Linked DNA regions of Rattus norvegicus: region 2 is linked to region 1. The links are chromatin contacts, called in public Hi-C maps. All regions are on one chromosome and are shown on one strand. The core of a region is the stretch at or near the end of the contact, and the rest is flanking DNA. Distances in the headings are between cores, read along the strand shown.

Region 1 (7,202 bases), core at 2,638-5,137:
CCATGCAGCAACAGGGGTGGGTGTCCGAGTCTGTGACTCATATTACCACTAGAGACCATAAGGACATTTCTGGTCTGGGCAGGCACCTGAGACCACATAGGTGTACAAGGGCTATGTAGAACTGACCCCATTTCTCATTGGCTGCAGCATCTGGAGAGCCAGCCCCACCTCTCCCTAGCTGTAGTACTTAAGAGAGCAGCCCTGAACCCCTCCTGGACAGCACAGTAGAGCTGGCATTGGTGGAGGGGGAATGGGTGAACCAGCCCAAGGAGAAGCAGAGTGGGATGGGGGTGAGGCCCTCCCCACCTCACCCCTTGCTACCTGCAATACTCAGGAGAGCTGACCCCCGAGGTCATCAGAGTGGAAGAGGTAGCCCTACCCTTCAGTGGCTGTAGCGCTCTGGAGCATGGGTTCTGCACTTCACCTGGGCAACACAGTGGAGTTGGCTCTGATAGTGAAGGCATGGGCGAACCATCCCTGAGACAGCTCCCTTGCAGGCTCCAGCACATGAGAGAGTGGGCCCCATGCATCAACTGGGCAGCATAGTGGGAGCTGGCTCTGGAGGCATGAGCAGAGGTGAGCTGGCCCCCAAGGACATGAGAATGAGATCAGGAGAGCTGACCCTGCCTCCTGTCCATGGTGGCATTGGGTGGCCTAGCTGGAGCAGTGCTGGAGAGCTTGTCCTGGGGGTGTGGGTGCAGGAGAGCTTGTGGAGTGACCAGCTCAGCTACAGATCCAGGGCTGTGAGTTATCCCACCCCCAAATCTACATCTTCTGTGAACTTTTGGAGCATGTGAAAGGGTCAGTCCTGCTGATCCAAAGCTGCAGGATCTCCATGACACAGGGCAACAACAGGATAACAGGGAGGAGTCCAGGTAAGGATCCAATATTGATGGTGTCACAGAAGCCAGAGGCCTCGAACCAGATCAATGACTCATTACAAAGAATATTTGCAAGTGAAGATGTGTGGATAGAGGGATGCACTGTGGGACACACTGTGACACACTACAGATTCCTCTACGAGATGTTTTCTATGCTTTGTTTTGTTAATTTTTTTCTCTTGTGTGTTTCTTATCTTCTTTTGTGGGTAGGGTGTTTTACAAAGGACAGCTATGAGCTTACTGGCAGATGAATGGGACTGGGGTCTACGATGTGAAACTCACAGAGAATCAATAAAAAGCATGTTGCTAAAATTTTCATCTATGTATTTTAAGGCTGTTATGTTTAAAAATTAACTCAATATGTGCTTGAGGAAAATGTGTCTTCTCTCATTGTTAGACACAAAATTCCTCGTGTGCTCATTAGATAACTATGACTTTCAAATCTTACCGATTTCCCTTCATTGTTTTGGTCATTTCTAGGGTGATAAAATGAAGACTGGTGACTGTTTCTCTGTCGGTTAATTTGTTTTACATAGGATCTGCTAGGAACATGAAAACCTAGAAATGCTGATTTTCCAGGTAGAAGAGATCTTTCATCTTCATAAGGAGTCTCTTTAGCTCGAACAACTCCATGGGCCTTAAAGTCTATTTTGATGATTTTAATATATCATTACACACTTCCAGTTGTTGAACATTTGTCTGGAGTATTTTAAAATAGAATTTAGTGTTATCAGTGTGTGTGTGTGTGTGTGTGTGTGTGTGTATGATGTGTATGTGAGGGTCAGGGGTGTGAGCACATGCCACAGTGCACATGTGGAGGGCACAGGGCAACTTTGTGGAGCTGGTTCTCTCTTTTCACCTTTATGTGGGTTCTAAGAATCGAACTTGGGTCTCCAGGCTTGTCTGGAATACTCTTTTCCTGCTTTTTCATTCACTATTTCCTTAGTGCTTACCTGTTTTTGAAAAGACACCTACATGAATAAGAACAAATAAACCAACAAACAAGCAGTCAAGACTAGTCTGACGTTCCTGGCCTTATAATGAGAGCTTTAAAGGCATTACAGGCATCATCATTACTGTTACTGTGTATTTTCTTTTCTTTCTTTTTTTTTAGATTTATTTATTTATTATATATGAGTGCACTGTAGCTGTCTTCAGACACACCAGAAGAGGGCCTCAGCCCTCATTACAGATGGTTGTGAGCCACCATGTAGTTGCTGGGATTTGAACTCAGGACCTCTGGAAGAGCAGTCCATGCTCTTAACCACTGAGCCACATCTCTAGCCCCCTACTGTGTATTTTCTTTTCTATTATTTTCCTTCTTTCTTGTCCTCCTTTGTGTTAAACACCATCTTGCTGTATTTTCCCACCTTGCTAGTGTCAAAGTTGTTCAGAGTTTTTCCTCATTTAATAGTTTACTCATGCTCCTGCAAACAACCCTAGAAGCTCAGGGTTTTCTCTCTCTCTCCCTCCCTCCTCCTCTTTCCCTGCCCACCCCCTCCCAGTCACGGACACAGATACAGACACGGACACCCAAACACCAAAGTAAAAGGGGGAAGGGAACGGTGTTGGAGATGGTTCAGTGGTCTGTGTACAAACCCCGCCACCAGAGGTTTGGAGGTAGAGAAGCTGGACACAGTGGTACACACATGTGACCCAGCACTCCTATGGCAAGGTGGGAGATGGAGAGACAGGATAGTGCCCCCAAAGCTTGGAGCTAGGCTGAGGGATTCCTTACAAACAAGTTGAAGGGCAAGGAGTGACCTGTGGTTGTCCTCTGACCTCCACAATCATGCCATGGCACAATGTGTCCCCAGTATTAAAATAGGAAAGCAGAAGTGGGCTGGACAGAATGAAGAGAGAGACTAGGGGAGCTGGAAAAGAATGAATGAGGTCAATGGGGATTTGGGTGACTGTGATAGAAGAAACACAATAGACCAGTATGACCATGTCACTTCACCCACTCTTCTTTATGATTAATACGTACTAATAAAAACATCAGAAAGGAGCCTGATAGTGGTGGTACATGCCTTTATTCCCAGCACCCATGAGGCAAAGGAAAGTGGATCTCTGAGTTTGAGGCCAGTCTCTCTACAGAGCAAATTCCTGGACAGCCAATGCTATACAGAGAAACCTTGTCTTGAAAAAAACCAAACCATTAGAAAGAAATTTTCACCACTAGTGTTAGTCCTCCCACAGAGCACCAGGCACTCGGAGCACTCATCCTCGTGCTCCCATCCCATCTCTGGCACAGTTGCCTGTGTTTCTAGCACTGAGCCTGATGTGAGCACATTGACCGTGGCTTTAGTCCATCAGTCTCTCCATATTAGTGAGCCATAGCTTTGTAGCAAATCTATTCCTATGCCTATGACATTGATTTGGTTCATTTTAGAGAACCCTAGTCAGTACAAGGCTTCTGTAGGCATTAGGGCTGAGATCCTGAGATTAAAAATTCAGAAATGGCTATGTTAATTTGTGCATGGATTTCTGGAGTCTAATCATTTCAGCTCAAATTCAGGAGAATTTTTCCCCCCTAAAGATACAGATGTAGAAACAGTCACCATGTGTCTCAAAATCAGCTGAATTTTGTGACGTGTATCAGAACAGTTCATTTAGGAGAGGTAATCCTTCATTTGTGGTCCTTGTCATATGATCCTGAGACCTGAGATATTTTCTAGAAAAACACATCGGAGCTTTGTGTGGTTCAATGGAACAGCACTTGATGAGTGTGCACAAGGCCCTAGGTTTGATCCTTAGCACTTGTATGTTTGAAGAACCACACACTTAGATTCCACATCATGCAGTTAAAAGCCCTGATCCGAAGCTCAGCTCATTCTAGCAAGCATCTCAGGCAGTCTTCACACACACACACACACACACACACACACACACACACACACACACACACATTGATGTTTCTGTGACAGCCATCAGGCCAAGCAGTGGCATGGCTTTTACACCAGATGGCACCATAAGCACAGGCTAGAATTAGCTGTCTGCTTCCTCAGCCTTAGGGAGTCTCTGCCTGCTTCTCTTAGTAGGGAAAGACCGAGCTAAGCCCAGCGTTTAGTCACCCTGCCATCAGTCTGCTGTGAAAAGCCTCCCTGGAAGAGGCTAAGGCTATTGGCACAGGCAGGTGAGGAATATTCTCTTCTGAGTGACCATGTGGAACCACTCTTTAGTCCAGCTGGCAGTTGTGGGAAGAGTCCTACGAAACACTGAAGACTTAGTCAGAGGCAGAGCTGTGGGGAACCCAGAGGACTACTCCCTTCCAAACCACAGTTCCTCCTGGTCAGTGTTCACTTCTCTCCAACAGAGCCAGACACAAGTACATTGATGCCCCATCCCCACAGAGCCAGGTATCCCTCCCTGTTTACTCTTCTCCAGAAGCAGCCCCTCTATGTGGTTTGAATGAGCTATGTCCCTCCATTGGCCCACTTGGTCCCCAGTTAGTGGTGCAGATTGGAGGAGGTTTAGGTCAGGGGAGCCCTGCTGGAGGCTGTTTTGAGAGTTTTTAGCCTTGCCCTATTTCCCGTTCACTCTGCTTCATGTTTGCAGGTAAGATGTGATGTCTCAGCTTCCTGCTCCAGCCGGCTGCTGACATGCCCATCCTACCAATATGGACTCTCTCTGTGGTCCCTGAGACCAAATAAACTCTTTCTTCCGTAAGTTGCTCTTAGTCGTGATGTTTTATCTCAGCAACAAAAAGCAACCAATACACGCCATCCTTCTTCCTTTCCTAGGAGAATTGCTGGTGCCGCACTGGGCCCCAGCATCCAGGCTCCAGCATCTGGGTTCCTATTATTCCCTGTATCCAGGTCCATGCATTCTCCCTTGCTTCTTGTAGAGGCAGGAACCACACATCTCTGTACTCTACCTTCACCCTCAGGGTCCGAGTTTTACACTCAAGGCATTTCTGCAGCTTTCACTTTCACCCACCCGTGTCTCTGTCATCTCCACCCCACCCCCTTTGGTGTATGTTTTCGGTTATTGTATTTTTAAAGATTAGATATTTTTAAACTCTGTGCACATGAGTGCTTTTCTTGCATGTATGTATACACGCCATGCATGTTCAGTTCCCCAAGAAGCCAGAAGAAGGGGTCAGATCCTCTGGAACTAGAGTTTTAGACAGTTGGGAGTTGCCATGTGGGTGCTGAGAGCAGAGCTCAGGTCCCACGCAAGTGCAAAGCTTCCTTACCTGCCGAGTCCTTTCTCTAGCCCCAGCCCTTAAGTCTTAATGCACTGCTCTTCAAATCTTACCCTTTAGCCCAGCATCGATAACTCTCACTTTTGGCTTAATGTCTGTACTGCTGACATTATTCCTGGAAGAAAAGCTTTCTGGAACTCCTCACGTCAGAGAATTGATGGAAGGGGCTGGGAGTGAAGAAGACCAGGGTATCTCAAACTGAGGAAAGAGCAAGCTGGGCAGTGTAGGGAGCATGAACCCCATGAGAGACAAGGGTTACCTAGGTTGAGTTGCATCGGATCATAAAGGATAGAGAGTGGACAAGATCAGAGAAACCAATAGGTAATGATTCATGGTGATGTTAATAACAGAAGAAACAATTACTGTCAGCCTTGATCCACTTTCTGTTGTCATAGCAAAATACCAGAGGGTGGGTACTTTATTATAGAGAGAGGTTTCTCCATCACACAGTTTTGGAGATCCAAGACATTAGTGCCAGCATCTCTGCATCTGAGGGGGGCCTTCTGGTTACACCATTGCCTTATGGCAGAAGTGTTCGGAAGGACTGATCACAGTGTGGGGAGGGGATGCTGCGAACGTGCTTTATAACACTCTGATGAGACTGAATCTACTCCTCCACTCCAGCCTTAATCCCTGTGGTTAGTACGTCATAAAGATTCCCCCGCCTCTCACTATTAGCACACCAGGTCCAAGCTTCTAGCACATAGACATTTAGAGGACACTCTCCAACCATATCCATATTATAGCAGAGTCTCCAGAACAAAGGTGAGGTGAGGGGAACAGCCGGTGTGTGTGTTGGGAAGGCCACAGCTGTAAGAGAGCATGGGGCCTGGCCAGAAGCAGGGCAGTAAGCCCTTTTCCCATGGCTTCCTCTCACGTCTTCTGACCATGCCTGCTTTCTGCTGTCTCACCTGGAGCCTCTGGAAAACCAGAGAGCAGGGTAGACCCCTGATGAGCTTCAGTCAGAGCTGGGCAGAAAATAAAATAAAATAAAATTAAAAAAAAGTAATACAAACCAACCAATCAACCAACCAACAAACAAAAAACCCCAAATCCCCCAAACCAGACAAGACTGTTGGATGTATTGATCAGAGGTGACGGGCTCGTTTCCAAATACCTTAAAAGAAGCAACTTTAAAGAGGCACAGTTTATTTTGGCTCATGGTTTGAGGGGATCCAGTCCATCACGTTGAGAAAGGCTGTGCAGGGTCCTCAGTTGGGAAGCAAGGAGCAATGGGTGTCTTCGGTTGGCTCCTCGCCCTCCTGTTTTAGTCAGTGGTGTTGTCACTCACTCTCAGGGGAGGTTAATCCTCTTTGGGAAATCCCTCAGAGACACACCCATGGGAGTGACTCACAATGCCCCAGGCACTTCTTAGTCCACCACAGTGGAAGAACAAAGAATGACCAGCCCAGGATGTGGGGACCACAAGCAACACACTTTCAGGACTTCACATATTACCATCATGACGTGGGGCAAGCATTGAGACTTAAGAGCCACAGGGATCAGAGCCCACCACAGACACTTAGGTTAGGTGCCTTAATGGGGGTTACAACTTGCGTCTCTGGTGTTTGTTGGACTCCAAGAGAGTGTGATGGGAGTTACAACTCGTGTCTTCAGTGCGTGTACAGGCTCCAAGAGAGTGTGGCAGCACATATCGGGTTGAAATTGCTAATATTTGGTTATTTTTGACCCAGGGATAACAACGTCTTATAGTGAAGGAAAAGCAGTCAATTCTTATCCCCCCTGCCCCCCTCCCCATCTTCTCCTCTCTCCAAGTCTTTTCTCTTCCTCTGCCTGGCTCTGCAACCTGCAAGAAGACAGTCCAGGAAGCAAGGAGACCGGACCTCTGTCCTTGCTCTTCAAGCTTAATACTGTGGGGGCCTCACTTCCGCTATTCCAGAGACAGGGAGCCTCAAAGCCATGACATTGTTTCTTTATTGCTCTGTCTGTCCCACTGGTCACCGCAGCCCATCCTTTTCCCAGGGCCTATCAAATATATCATTTAGGGGAGATGGGGCATGGCAATCCTCTTGATGCACAGAGCCTCCTTGCAGTGGGGTCGCTTGGCTGTGGTTTTAGGGTCAAAGCAAAAACAAAAACAAAACCAAAACAAA
Region 2 (6,674 bases), core at 2,844-5,343, 220 kb after region 1:
TCTTGATCTCTGTTTTCTTTTCTATAACTCCTGTCCTAGAACCGAATTTTATGAAATATATTGAGCTGGATTTCTAAGGTGGTGGCATTAGGTCCTGTCCCAGATGCACCTCTGTGGTGGCCCCACAGGAATTTCCCCACTCAGGACCTGGATAGAGGCATACTTGTTTGAATCACAGGCTTCTAAGAGACCCTAGGGAGCTGCTGCCAAGGCGAGACCTCTGAAGACAGGGACATTGGCACCTGATCTAGGTGGTCCACATGGTAACCAAGAGCACCAGGGATCTTTGATGGGTCAGAGTCTGGCATGACTGAGAAGGTAGAGCCTCACAGTGGTCAGGGACAAAATTTGATACCCAGGACACACTCCACTCTCCTTGTGCCTAAGGAGTATTACCTCTAACATCTTGCCTGCTGTCCCTTGTGATAACTTATAATGTATATTCAATAATTTACATTTATCATATATTAAATTAGTGATGGGAATTTTTAGAACTTAAATCCTGTGCGTCCAGAGGCAACTTTATTTCCAGCCAAATCCTCAGTGTCCTCAATGGGACTGGGCAGAACAGGTGCTCGAAATTATTTATTTAATATATTTAATCAATATAATTATAGTTTTATAGTGATTATAACTATTATGGCCCTAACGGGTTAGTTCTTTCTCCCAAGGTCACATCAATGGGCCAAAGCTTCCGGGTTCTCAAGGTGATTGCTTTTCTGAGCCACACTGCCTCCACAGGACAAGAGTGGAACTGCTATGTTCCCAGCTCAGGAGACTCTCATGAGACTGCAGGGAATGAAGGACCAGAAGAGTCATGAGGCCCTGGAGCATTTGATCTCCAGAATTGAATAAACTGGGTGTGGTGCACAGACCTGCAAGCGCACAGGGAGGTGGAGGCAGGAGGAGCAGAAATTTAAAGTCATCCTCAGCTATATGGTGAATGGGGAGGGGCCACAGCCTGGGTGACAGGAGACCGTATCTTTTTTTTTTTAAAGAATCAAATTAAACAATAGAAGGAGGAGGAGGAGGAGGAGGAGGAGGAGGAGGAGGAGAAGGAGGAGGAGGAGGAGGAGGAGAAAGGGAGGGAGGGAGGGAGGAAGAAAGAGAGAGAGAAAGTAAGAAAGAGAGAAAGAGAGAAATAAAGAGAGAAATAAAGAGAGAAAGAGAGAAGTAAAGAGAGAAGTAAAGAGAGAAAGAGAGAGAGAGAGAGAGAGAGAGAGAGAGAAAAGGGAAAAGCAAGAAGAAGTGTGAGTGGGGGTGGGGTTGAGGGCCAGAGCTGAGATGAAGTAGTCCTTGCTGGTGTCCCTGAAAGTGACTAAAACAAGAAACTATGGAGCACTGTGCATTTGATAGACGCTGCTGACCGAGAGAGTGTGTCTGAGCAGTCAGCGATGAAGACATGACTGGTGTCTAGAAATTAGGCCAGAACACCTGGAGGAAGGAGTGCGGCAGAGGCAGGCCAGGAGGTCGGTGCTGCTGTGCTGCTGTTGATGAGGCTCTCAATGGCTGCAGGCTTCTGCGTCCTCAGAAATAACAACAATTACTATACACACCACAAGCTGTCCTGCGGCTCCAAGTCAGCACATGCATCAGCTGCTGGTTATTTTGATGCCCTGGATAAAAAGCTCTTTCGAGAAAATCTAGTACATCAAAACATTCTTATTCTCTGCTTGTCGGCACCGAGCCTCCTGGCCACTGCCCTCTCAGCTGGTTTTCATTCCTATAAATGTAACTGAGCCAGGCCTTACCGTCCTTTGCTCAGTGACCCAGGAGGACATCTCCATTGGAGTCCTTGAAAGGGGAAAAGCAAAAAGAGTAGGCAGGCACCTGACTGCAGTCACCGGAAGCCAGGCTGACCCTTACGGAAACCAACCCAGGATGGATGGATTATTTGACACGCAGAAGTGGCTACCACCATGACAGGTCCCTGTGCCGGGTCCTGGAGAGACTAAGAATCAAGCCATCCTGGGAAAAACGGTGGCAGCAGGTGACAGCCATCTCCCAGGACATGGCACAGAGTACACTCAGTAAACAGTGAGTGCTGTTTACCTATTCTTCCTTGCTCACGACCCTTTAAATTCAGGGACAGAAACAGATCTAGTTAGAGCTAGCAAAGAACTCCTACTAAGCCGTGAGAATATAATCAACAATTTGGGGGCAGGACAGCTGGGCTTAGATTTTACTCACTTTTTTAAAAATTCTTTTGAAAAGAACCACAAGCGACAGGAATCTTCTGTCCTTCGAGGTGATGCCACGAGGACACATCCGAACGCTCTGCTTCTGTAGTTTGTAGTCTACCCCCAGTGCATAGGCAGCTACTATTTGGACTTGTGCTTAAACACAAAATACAGTCTTATGGGTGAAATGGTTAATGGAGAAATTTATCATGTTGTCTGGCAACTGTTCATTGTTTAATTAACAATGATGAGTTTTCTGATAGACCATCATGGGGATGATGGTCTGCTTTCCGCCATTCTGGTGCCCCGGCCTCTCACCTTCCCTCCTGAAATGTGCTTATCTACCAGCCCAGGTCTGGACACACAGAGCATGTAGCAAACAAAACAAAACAAAACAAAACAAAACAACAACAACAACAACAAAAAAAAAAAAAACCTCACTTTTTTCTTCCTTCATCCTCCTCAGAGTGCCTGGAAATGGAATGATGGTAGGCATGGGGACAAAGTCAAAGTCAGAGAGAAGATGAAATCCAGAGGGCTGCAAATACATCAATAGATCCTCTCCTTCCCCAGTGACCTTCAATAGGGAAAAAGGACACCTGGGCCTCACTCCATCCCAACTTCAGGGAACATGATCTTGCCTGTACTACTGGTGTCACCGGCAGTAGGGAGACTTAGTACCTCACCCTCCCTCTGTCACTCACTCTCCTGTATCCATTCCTTCCTGTGGCATTCACCGGGGTAGGGGTGGGGCATATAACATGTCATTCCAAAGGAAGAAAATCATTTTACACAGGGGTGTGTGTGTGCGTGTGTGTGTGTGTGTGTGTGTCAAAAGTCCATAGAACTTGATTACAATTGTTCCTGTACATTTGGTGAAAAATCTGCCTTGAGTTTTATTTCTGCCTTGTTGGTTTGAGGCTGAGGTGGAAACACCCTAGGGAAACAGGCAATGGCCCCATCCGCTCCTGAATCTATCAGGTCCAAGAAATTCTGGAGGTCCAGCTGGGGACCCCACAGCAAGTAAGTAAGTAGACAAAAGGGATGAAAGGGAATTGAGGAGCAGCCTATGGTGGGACAGAAGGCTTGGCCTTCTACTGGGTGTGACTTAAAAACTGACAGAAACCCTGGGACTCCAGATCCTGACAAATGTAGGAAGGGCACACAGACACAGCTCCATCTTCAACATCCAAGGGGCCGGATCTCCTGGGAGGCTCCTGCAGTCCCAAGCCTTAAGACTGGCGGCAGGAGTGGGAGTTGGGGGTACTCTGGACACCAAAGACCCTGTTCCTTAGATCCCAGGCAGATCCACTGTCTGGACATTTTAGTTAATTTTGCCTTTGCCTGGTTTCAGAGCAACCCCTGGCACTGGCCAATCCAGGAGCTTCCTGGGTGTGTTCCTTCAGCTCTCAGATTTACAGGGATAGTAACACCTGATGTCCTGGCCACCAAAGGAGAATAAGTCACCCCTAGGAAGCTAGCAAGGCAGTAAGACAGGGCAGGAGGTAAAGGGACACAGCCAATCAACTCCTGCTTGGCCAGTCTGTCCATTGGTATCTGGAGCCAGCTACCTTGCCTGCTGCCCTAGAAGTCCTCTCTAGATCTGGGACCCCCCACCCCCCACCACATGTATTTCCATCTAAACCTGGGGTTTTGAGTTCTTCTCTGATTAGCTTTTCCTGGCTAGGTTCCACAGGCTCTCCTGGAGCTATCCATCCCGTGTCCCAGGACCCCTACAACCCGGACCCCCTGGGTCCAGTCACAGCAGGTGCCCGGCTGGGATGAGGATTGACCAGAGAGGGAGGGGTCGGGTGGGTGGGGGGCAGGATTTGAAGAGGGTGTGACTCGAGCCTGGAGGAGGGGCTAAATACATCCAGGAAGCCTGTTAAAGAAGCTCTGTGCTCCAGCGCGGCAGAGAGCGCCTGGAGCCGAAGGGGAGCGCATCGGTGAGTCAGGCTGCTCTGAGCCGAGCCCCATAAGGGTGCAGCGCGGTGCGGCGGACTGGGGTTGCTGGGCTCCCAGGGACGGTGTGCTTGGTTCTCTGTCTGGCGAGATTTTTGTAGGTCGAAACGCACCCTTGAAAGAAGTGTCCCGAGTAGATGAAGGAACACGAGATCGCGGGCACGCAAGGGAGGAAAAGGGAGTGAGGGTCTCTCTGGTCGTGAAATTCCCTGTCCCAGGATGACCAGGAGTCCCAAAGTCAACACTGGCGCCTGCAGAAGCTGCACTGCCCAGCCTGAGCTCTCGGGCTAGAAGGGGACAGCGCTCAAGAGAGCCTGGAGTGAGGGATGCGCGCGCGCTGCGAGCGCGCTAGGGTGGCGGAGCAGTAGCCCGCGCGGTGGAGGGCGAGTGCACAGCACGTCGGCTGGGGAGTGCTCAGAGTCCCGAGAGTGCCACGCTGCCCCTAGGTAAGAGGACCAGTCGCCGCGGTCACACTGGGCTCAGTGTTTGTAGCAGGGCCCAGAGTGGGTGCCAAGGGTTGATTCTGGAAGGTTGGGTTCCAAGTGACGAGCACAGAGGCCCTCGGTGGGGCCTGCTGGGCATCTCAACGTATAGCCTTACTGCTTGGGTCAGCCAGTACATTCAGCTGTCTGCTGCCAGGTGTGGCAGAGGCTGGCACCCGGGACTGGGAAGGGCAGCGGGCGCTCTTGGGTTCAGGCAGAGAAGCTGAAGGGAAGGGAGAGAGGACTCTGGGGTCAGGGTGTTGCAACTTGAAGCCAACATAAACATAGGGCTTAGTTAGCCCCGTTTGATTACAATGCTCTTGCTTTTCTAAAACTTTCTGAGATTCATAAGGAAGGTGGTTTTTGGCTTGACCTTTCTCATCAGGTTTACTTCAGAGATTTAAGAAGAGCCTGCTTGTTAGGCTGGTTTTTCCAAGTTGTTCCAGGCTGGAAGTTGTAGCAGTTTGAAGGATAATTTATGGGTGTTTCATGCGTTAAAGTGTATTACAGCAAAGTCTTTTGGGTGCTGTGGGTATTAAGGAAAACTCAGTGCACGTTCCCAGCTGCAGACCAAAAATACTGCTCTCCTGGGTGCCTCTGCCCCAGCTATCACAGGAGGCCAGTGGAAACCCTGGAGAAAAGGCACTTGATGTGTTGCCGTCCATTCTCCCTGAGTACTCTCTCTGGCAGTACCAGTCCACTCTCCCCATAGGCAGGGTCAGCTGAACTTTGAAAGCTCAGAACCAGCCATAGAGGTCCCATCAATAACTTCTCTTCAGGGTCTCGAACTCCTGAAACTGTCAGTTATAACTGATGAGAATGGCTGTCTCTCCTTCTCCCAGCAGTACAGAGGGCAGTACGGTCAGCCCCTACCACCCTTCTTGACCAGTGTTACAGTTCCCTACCCAATGAAACTTTCCCTCTCTGCAGAGTCGCGGGCCACATTCGGTCGGATTGTTTTCATCTGTTGAGTAAGCCATGTGTCAGCCTGGCAACCTGAATACTAAGTCATCATAGATGGTATTCCCAGAGGTTGACAGGGGACAAGCAGCTGGAGGAAAGCATGGTCTGGGGGATGAGGCCAGCATGGTCTGGTACTGACATGCAGAAGACTTGACTGTCCTTGTGCTGGGTTGTTGAAGGAGGATGGGGTTATTGTCCCATCTCTGTACTCTCCCTCATCAAGAGAAAACGTTAAGGGTGCCATGTATAGGAGGTCAGGGTCTGTGGCATGAGGCACATGCTTTGACAGACTGTAGCAGTGACTCAGAAGGTTTTACAGTCAGCCAAAATCACTGTCATGCCTGGATAGCCACCTGAAGCAGCCCAGGCCTATGAGAAAGTTTGGAGAACTGAGTTTCTTTAGGACAGCCATCCCGATGCTGGTGGCTCTGAATTCTTTCCTTTTAAACTTTAGCAAGGAATGGGCTCTCACTTTCCCCTCTCAGCTACCTTACAGCCCCCGCCCCCTGAGGGCAGTGGGAGGAACGGATGAGGCACCACACTTCATTCTCCTCCAGGGAGAATTCTGTGCTGGGACCAGAAAGGGGGCCCCAGCTGCCAACATCAGCCTGGAGACTAGGGCAGGGCAGGGCAGGGCTGGAGCCCCAGGGAAGTTTCTCATCGTTACTGAGATTCAGCTGATGAGAAAATCACACACTTCTAAATGAGTGCTGTGCATGACAGCTGCTCACTTGTGGAGCACAGGGCCTCAGAACTGCAGAAAACACAGCCTAGGCATGCCACCAAGCTGTGCCTAGACCCCACACAGCAGGAACAGACTGAGCAGAGAGCTGGCCATTTGCCTTCTCCTAACAAGAACTTCCAGACACCTCAGTAGCTGAGCAGGCCTCCCAGTGTCAGGAAGTAGGTTTGCTGAGGATGTATACAAAGGCTCTGGTTGTCTGAGGGGCAAAGGACCCATGTGTTCAGAAAGCGTCTCTTTTCTCCATTTGACTGGCATGTCTGACCTTGTGTACTGTTGCTCTCAAGCTTAGCCAGTTCTAAGATTAACTCTGAGGGAATTAGTGTTGTGTCAGAGTGACGTCAG

The links. A called contact is a pair of places that touch in the nucleus more often than the background predicts.
Region 2: a Hi-C map of Schwann cells shows a contact between it and region 1, with 6 times the contacts expected there. The contact joins the promoter of Ngf here to the enhancer-like site in region 1. A contact is called at or near these places in 5 of 12 Hi-C or Micro-C datasets (the A7r5 cell line, the Rat2 cell line, Schwann cells and 2 more).

Annotation. Positions count from the first base shown.
Region 1 is chr2:192,361,969-192,369,170 of GRCr8, forward strand. No RefSeq gene overlaps it. Among named protein-coding and RNA genes, the nearest start is that of Vangl1, 39 kb to the left of the region's middle. Within about 2 kb of position 3,888, at least 7 of the 93 cell types and tissues checked have an H3K27ac peak or open chromatin away from gene starts, as enhancers often do.
Region 2 is chr2:192,585,487-192,592,160 of GRCr8, forward strand. Ngf (nerve growth factor) reads left to right here and starts at 4,094. Exons shown (of 3, transcript NM_001277055.1): 1 at 4,094-4,126.